2 separate regions of the Sus scrofa genome follow, and region 2 is linked to region 1. The links are chromatin contacts, called in public HiChIP or PLAC-seq maps. All regions are on one chromosome and are shown on one strand. Each heading gives the region's core, a stretch centred on a gene start, on an enhancer-like site or on the middle of the called end of the contact. The rest is flanking DNA. Distances are from core to core; before and after follow the strand shown. Region 1 overlaps LOC106506784 (basic salivary proline-rich protein 2-like). Region 2 has its middle 110 kb from the start of TMCO5A.

The links. HiChIP or PLAC-seq counts read pairs in DNA pulled down with a chosen protein or histone mark.
Region 2: an H3K27ac HiChIP or PLAC-seq map of alveolar macrophages shows a contact between it and region 1. The contact joins two enhancer-like sites. A contact is called at or near these places in 2 of 47 Hi-C or Micro-C datasets (embryonic fibroblasts and fetal skeletal muscle) and 1 of 2 datasets of contacts at active chromatin or transcription factors (alveolar macrophages).

What each region holds. Positions count from the first base shown.
Region 1 is chr1:133,042,027-133,045,831 of Sscrofa11.1, reverse strand. All of the region lies in intron 1 of LOC106506784 (basic salivary proline-rich protein 2-like), which reads right to left. Among named protein-coding and RNA genes, the nearest start is that of SPRED1, 27 kb to the right of the region's middle. Within about 2 kb of position 1,656, at least 8 of the 83 cell types and tissues checked have an H3K27ac peak or open chromatin away from gene starts, as enhancers often do. A contact at or near this core is called in alveolar macrophages, where this site is marked.
Region 2 is chr1:133,271,600-133,275,404 of Sscrofa11.1, reverse strand. No RefSeq gene overlaps it. Among named protein-coding and RNA genes, the nearest start is that of TMCO5A, 110 kb to the left of the region's middle. Within about 2 kb of position 1,609, at least 20 of the 83 cell types and tissues checked have an H3K27ac peak or open chromatin away from gene starts, as enhancers often do. A contact at or near this core is called in alveolar macrophages, where this site is marked.

The DNA of each region.
Region 1 (3,805 bases), core at 407-2,906:
AATATCTTTGACAAGGTGGAAGAATAAAATGGAAAAGACAGTCTTTCAGAAATGGTGCTGGAAACTGGAAGTGCACGTAAATCAGTACAACTAGAACACTCACATGCACAAAAAAAACCAAAATGGCTTAAAGACTTAAAATAAGACACATCAAACTCTGAAAAGAAATAAGCAAAACATTCTGACATCAACTTACAAATATTTCTCAGGTCAGTCTCCAAGCAACAGAAATCAGAGCAAAAATAAACCATGGGACCTCACCAACTGACAAGCTTTGCATAGCAAAGGAAACCAAAAAGAAAACAAAAGACAACTTACAGAATGGGAGAAAATAGTTTCAAATGATGCAACGGAAAAGGGCTTAATCTCTAAACTATACAAACAACTTATACAACTCAACAGCAAAAAGGCCACAACCCAATGGAAAAATGGGCAAAAGACCTGAATAGACATTTTTCCAAGGAAGATGCACAGATGGCCAGCAAGCACATGAAAAAATGCTCACATCACTGATTATTAGAGAAATGCAAATCAAAACTACCATGAGATACCACTCACACCAGTCAGAATGGCATCATTCATAAGTCACAAATAACAAATGCTGGAGCAGGTGTGGAGAAAAGGGAACCTCCTGCACTGTTGGTGGGAATGTAAGCTGGTCAACCACTATGGAGATGAGTATGGAGATACCTTAGAAATCTACACATAGAACTCTCATATGACCCAGCAATCCCACTCTTGGGCATATATCCGGACAAACTTTCCTTAAAAAAGACACATGCACCTGCATGTCATTGCAGCTCTATTCACAATAGCCAAGACATGGAAACGACCCAAGGTCCATTGACAGATGATTGGGATTAGGAAGATGTGATATATATAACACTGTGGAATACTACTCTCCCATAAAAAAGAATGAAATAATGCCATTTGCAGCAACATGGATGGAACTAGAGACTCTCATACTGAGTGAAATGTCAGAAAGAGAAAGACAAATACTATATGATATCACTCTATCTGGTATCTAATATATAGCACAAATGAAACTTTCCACAGAAAGAAATCATGGACTTGGAGAATAGACTTGTGGTTGCCAAGAGGGAGGGGGAGGGAGTGGGGTGGTTGGGGAGATTGGGGTTAATAGATACAAACTATTGCCTTTGGAATGGATTAGCAATGAGATCCTGCTGTGTAGCATGGGAACTATGTCTAGCACTTATGATGAGCATGAAATGTGAGAAATAGAACTGTACATGTATGTGTAACTGGGTCACCATGCTGTACAGTAGAAAAAAAATTGTATTGGGGAAATAACTATTAAAATAATAATAATTACAAAAATAAAAATAGAAAATAAAAATAAATCACTGGAATTCTGAATGATCATTATAATATCTGGAGCTCTCCCTGGTACAGAATCACTTGCAGTGTTAACAGAGTATTAACTAGGACAAAAAAAAGTGTAAATCTAATGCCAAAGTAGAGGATCAAATGTGTCTTGATGAATGATATTTAAAGGAAAAAATTCTTTAACAAAAAACCCTCCACTCATAGAAAGCATCCAATCCTAACTGGCCACCGTCACTGTATTTCCTCATCTATGACTTCTTTGTTCCTACTCCATGCTTGATTGCCACTGTCACTGAGTAACACAGCCTGCTCTAGGCACGGAGCCAGTTTGATTACAACAACTGCTTGTGTGACAGAGAAAGGTGGTTTTCAAGGCCTAGCAATGGCTCACCCAAGCTTCTGACTCTGGGGATAATTTTGTCCGTCATTCACAAGATGGAAAATAAATATCCGCCTAACCTAGTAAACCAGCAACCTAGAAATACCTATGGACACAGAGTTCTATAACCAGGACACAGAAGGAGTGATCAGATTGATCCCACTCTAGCCTTTAATAAGCACAATGAACCAACCACATCCTCAAAAGCTCAGTTTTCACATATGCTTAAACATTGGCAATCATTTCTGTTTTCCCAGGTTATGGTTATGATTTGCTCATATTCTAATCCTAAGTGCCTCATGTATGACATATGCATAAAATAGTTAAAATTTTAAATATTATGAAATAATAAGTCCTTGAATGAAAACAGCAAGTCATTTAGAGGAAGAAAGGTACTGCTAGGTAGCTTCATTCACATGAAAAGCTACTAATTCAGGGGAAAGAATCTAAGTTCTCTTTTCATCTTTAAAAGCGAACTGGATTTTAAATTAGTTTTTTTCAGAGTTCCCGTCGTGGCGCAATGGTTAACGAATCCGACTAGGAACCATGAGGTTGCAGGTTCGATCCCTGCCCTTGCTCAGTGGGTTAAGAATCCGGCGTTGCCGTGAGCTGTGGGTGTAGGTTGCAGATGCGGCTCGGATCCGCATTGCTGTGGCTCTGGCGTAGGCCAGTGGCTACAGCTCCGATTCGACCCTAGCTGGGAACCTCCATGTGCCGCAGGAGCGGCCCAAAGAAATAGCAAAAGTCAAAAAAAATAAAATAAATTAATTAAAAAATAAATAAAATAAAAAATAAATTAGTTTTTTTCAATTTCATGGACACAAGTTCTGTTTCTTTCTTAACTTATCAAATATATGGTTTCTACAAATATAGTTAAGACAATCAGAAATTATTTATATAGGTGTCCCCTTGTGGCATAGTGGGTTAAGAATCTAGCATTGCTGGACTGTAGTTCGTTGCAACAGTGGACAGGTTTGATCCCTGGCCCAGGAATTTCCATACGCTGCACTCATGACCAAAAAAAATTATTTTTCTAATAAGACGTCCGAACCATGAGACAACTGTGAAGAATATCACTTTGTATTTATTTTCACATTCCTATGTTTCCTTTTCTGACTTTCACCTAAATATAACTTAGAACATTAAAACTCTTCCAATCCCTGAAAGAAGTCTTTTACTATAATATATCTTTTGCCCTACAATGGTCTCTTCTCATTCATATAGTTCACCTGACAAACCTTCTTAACTGAGTAGAAATGTCTAACATTTGTGGGAGAAAGAAAAATAGATGGAAAGATAATTATTGCGCCACCATAAAATGAATATTTCCTAGGTTCCACTGCTATGCTAGAGCTTTACATGTATTATCTCAAACAAACCTACATGGCTGTTATTAACTTATGCCACTTTCCAAATGAAGAAGCTGAGAGGTTAAATATTTGCCCAAGGTGTTAATAAGTAGGGAGTGAAGCTTAACCAGGGCTCTTGACCAAAGTCTAGCCTTCTTTCTTCTACAGTTAGCCGGAGAGTTTGCTATTCAGAGCATTGGATGGCAAATGAGAGGGTGCCTGAACAATGAAATATACAGGATACGAAGGAATAAAGATGGTTAGGCAAGGACCACTTTCTGTAAATCAGCTCACAGCAGTAGACTCGGAAGTAGTCCAGGCTGGAAAGATCGCAGTTTTAGTCACCTTATCTTCCCTCTAGAATACCACTTCCAGTTCAGCCAGCTTTTTTGTGTGCTTTTGTTTGCAGCTGTGGTGTCCCCAGGGTACTCAGCTATCATATATTTCTGGCATGGTAGAATTTTTCTTCTTTCCTCTTAGCTGAATAAAGCTGAAAGTTTCCAAAAAGTATTCTACTAAGAGACAAAGGGGAATGAACAGGGAGGAAAAAGAAGAGAGAAAGTTTTAAGAAATAAGAAGAAGAAAGAACATTTGAAATTACAAAAGTTATGTTTACAAATGCCAGCTTTTTGAGAGTTTTTGTTTTGTTGCTTTGTTTGTTTTTTTTCCAGTCTCAGGAAAGTCTACTCAGAGATCTGTCTTTTCAATTTAGTTAATTCAAAGATCT
Region 2 (3,805 bases), core at 360-2,859, 230 kb before region 1:
TCCTGGGCAATAGATGGAATCATAGCCACAGCTATGACCTACACCCTCCAGCAACACCAGATCCTTAACCCACTGCCCCATAGCAGGAACTCCATCCTGCTTTGTTGTTCACTCTTCCAAATTTCTACAATCACAGCTTTCTGTTTTATTTTTTTTTTTTTTGTCTTTTTGCTATTTCTTTGGGCCGCTCCCGCGGCATATGGAGGTTCCCAGGCTAGGGGTCTAATCGGAGCTGTAGCCACTGGCCTACGCCAGAGCCACAGCAACGCAGTATCCGAGCCGCGTCTGCAACCTACACCACAGCTCACGGCAACGCCGGATCGTTAACCCACTGAGCAAGGGCAGGGACCGAACCCGCAACCTCATGGTTCCTAGTCGGATTCGTTAACCACTGCGCCACGACGGGAACTCCAGCTTTCTGTTTTAAATGTGGTAAAACTTCTCTTTGGCATTAGCAGACTACATGACGAATAAGACTGGAAGAGTGGCCTATTGGGAGTTAAATAGTGCCAGATCTTTATAAGTAGCACCTTTCCCTAGCTTCACCTGTTAGAGCCCAATCCCAATAAACACACACCAGCCCATTTGGAAATGAACTGACCCCTCAAGAAGAAGCAGGTTCACCCCTCTCCAGGAATCTTGGTGCCACACCACCAAAAAAAGCCACTATCGAGGTAAAAGACTTTGTCCTCTCTTTGCTAGCCACTTCCCTCCATGCTCTTAGGACTTAAAACCACAGTCAATAGAACTGGCCTATCTTGTTCTTTTCTTTCCTCTTCATTATCCTGAAAGAGTCTTGAGAGGCTCCACCTCACTTTCCCACCCCACAGGAAGCAAACCATGTGGTTTAGTAAAATGCTTTTGTACCCTACCAGCAGATTTTTACATCTCTTCTTTTCCTCTGATTCAGCCTGCAGCTCTTGGGTAATAAAGATCAGAAAGTTGCCTCAGAACAGATCCTGATGTTTATTACAGAGTCCATATTGGTAACATCCACTTTGGAGCCCAGTGGCTAACCCCAAACTTGGTATCTAATTTACACTCTGCCTGATACAAAGCTGTTCTGTGAATCTGCCACTGTCGTCTTCCTGCATATGTGGTTCAGTCATTTTGTACAAGCACAAGATCCTTGAGAGCCCAACACTGTATGACACTGCTGCAAAAAATATTTCTATCACTATGCTGCTCTGCGATGACTCAGAAAAGATGAAAACAGGCGAGAAGATACCAAAATCACGTTGCCAGAAGCACAGTGCTGGCCAGTTACACAAGCCAAAGAAAAGTCAGCATCCACTTTATCCACACGGTGGTGCTAGCTTCAAAAGAATTACCCAAAAAGGACATGAAAACAGTTCCACTTTCCTCTCTTTAATGAAAAAGCTGTGCACCAGGGTCGAAACCTCACTCGTGGAAGGGGACTATACATGAATTTTGCAAATAAGCATCTAAAATAGATGAGTTTGTCCTAATCCCCACCCTACTTCCCAAGGGGAATAAAAAGAACCAAATCACCATCTTTTTTTCCAACTCACTGATTCAATCTTTATCGACCCTGGGGCAAAAGAATGACTCATACTGGGATCTTGGATGTGTACAGTCCTGGCACAGAACCTTATTATTCCTGAGAGGGAGCTGGGGTAGCCTGGGGAGAGCTGGTCAGCTAGCCATGTAAGGCTTGTCATTGAGTTTGTGTAAGTTCTGTTGGCAGTCTGACAAGATGGGAACAGCAGACATTTCACTGGTGTCACTGAATTAAAACAAGGTGGGCTCAACGTGGGTGCCTTCCAGGCCAATGGGCAGAGAAGGCCAGAAAGTCACAAAAATATGCTCATAGGACCAAGTCTCCTCTATTTGTGGAAACTAAATCTTTCACTTAACTGTTTTAAGAGCTCGAGGTGGTAGTGGGGATCTCATTAAGCATGCCAAACAGCACTTAGGTAATGTAGGTCATGCCAAATGGAACCAGTGACCAGGTGTATAAACAAACAACTTTTTAAAACATGGTGCTTGTCAACACTGAAAGCACCCTCAACTTTAGAAAGGGAAAACTAACAAGAGTGGTTAATGGTCCTTTGTAAGTCTGCCCATACCTGACACTGACACTGATAATGATGAAGACCATGCACCACAGTGATGTAAGTTCAAACTGTTTTCAGACCTGGCCCTAGACTCTGGCAGCTTGCTGATATCTGTGACTTGGAAAAAAACACAAAGTACCACTTACCATTATACCTAAATATCTCCCTCTGGCCCACCATGGAAAATCTCCAATTTAGACGAGAGCCTCATGAATATTATCCCTATAGTTTTATCCCTAAAATATCTATCTTTGAGGTTACCTGGTGACCTAGTGGGTTAAGGATCTGGTGTTGTCACTGCTGTGACACAGATTCAATCCCTGGCCCAGGAACCTCTGCATGCCATAGGCATAGCCAAATATGTGTGTGTGTGTGTGTGTGTGTGTATGTATAAAAACACAGAAGGAAGGAAAGACCCTAGCAAAAATTCCCATTAGAATGAATGAGGTCAATATATTGCCTAATTTACCCTTGAAATAGCAAGGAATTGGATACTGAAAAGATGGCATATGAGACAACTAAGTGTTGACAAAGTCTGAGGAGTTCAGCAGTCACAGAATGACTTGGGTACAAGTAAGAATGAGTCTGGGAGGATCTTCCCATTTATCACAAATTGGACAAAGCAAAGACGACTCACAGGCTCAATCAAATTTGCAGTTGCATTTCATTTGGCTCAGTGTTTTTTCTTTATAATTTGCATTTGTTGTAAATAATTAAAATTCTGGAGATGCCATCTAAAATCCTAGATTTTGGACTTCTCTTTAAAAAATGAAAAGTTGTGTAACCAGTGGATAGAATTCTCAAGTGACAATAATTGCTCAAAGCTGAGAAATAACAGCTGAGTCAACAGAGTACATGGTCACTTGTTCACCATAATCCCCGTCACCCCAACTGTGTCATACCTGATCTGCTTTACTCATCTGTGCCATCACCAGGCCCCTTTAAGTCCTAATTGACCTTGATTCCTTAGGGTCACCTTAGAGAGAATCCTTAAAAGGAAGATGATAATGCCAACAGGGAGGGAAGGTACCAAAAGATAACTTTCTAGACAGAACAGGGTTATACCTGAAATAACTAAAGGAAACACCTAGCGAAAAGTTAACATAGCACATCTCATACTGGACTAAGTGGAAAGCAAGGGCTTTCAGGACTCAGAGCAGTGTGAGAAGAGACAAATGAAAAACCATATGATGTGATGAGAAAGTGTTCCTGAATCTCAGCTTTTGATTTATGAGGAGGCAAACCACAGACTTACCAACAAGTCATATGAACTTTAGAAATAGTCAGAGGCTCCCTGTGTGGCAAGAATGCAGTTTATGTGCTCACTCTCCCACAGCCCATGGATAAGGCATGATGGAACTGAACTGCAATAAAGGAGATTTAGCTGAGGCTAAACATCAGGAACAAATCACATTCTAGGATTATATATACATTAAACTCTGAGATAGCTGCACAGATTTATACATTATTTGTGCTTAAGCAATCTGTGACCTAGTCATAAAGGTGACTGAGTGATGATACGAAGAGATCACTGTCACCACTGTTACAAGTTCCCAGAAATGAGAAGCATGGCACACCACTCAGAGCCACATGGGGAAGCACCAGAGTCAAGAAGGAGACAAAAGCTGAACTAAGGGAAAAGCATGGCCTAGAGTCTTGAGGGTGTTTTCCATGGAAAAGGCAAGGCAGGGAAGAGAAAATGGTTTAAAATTGGGTAGTCTGTATCC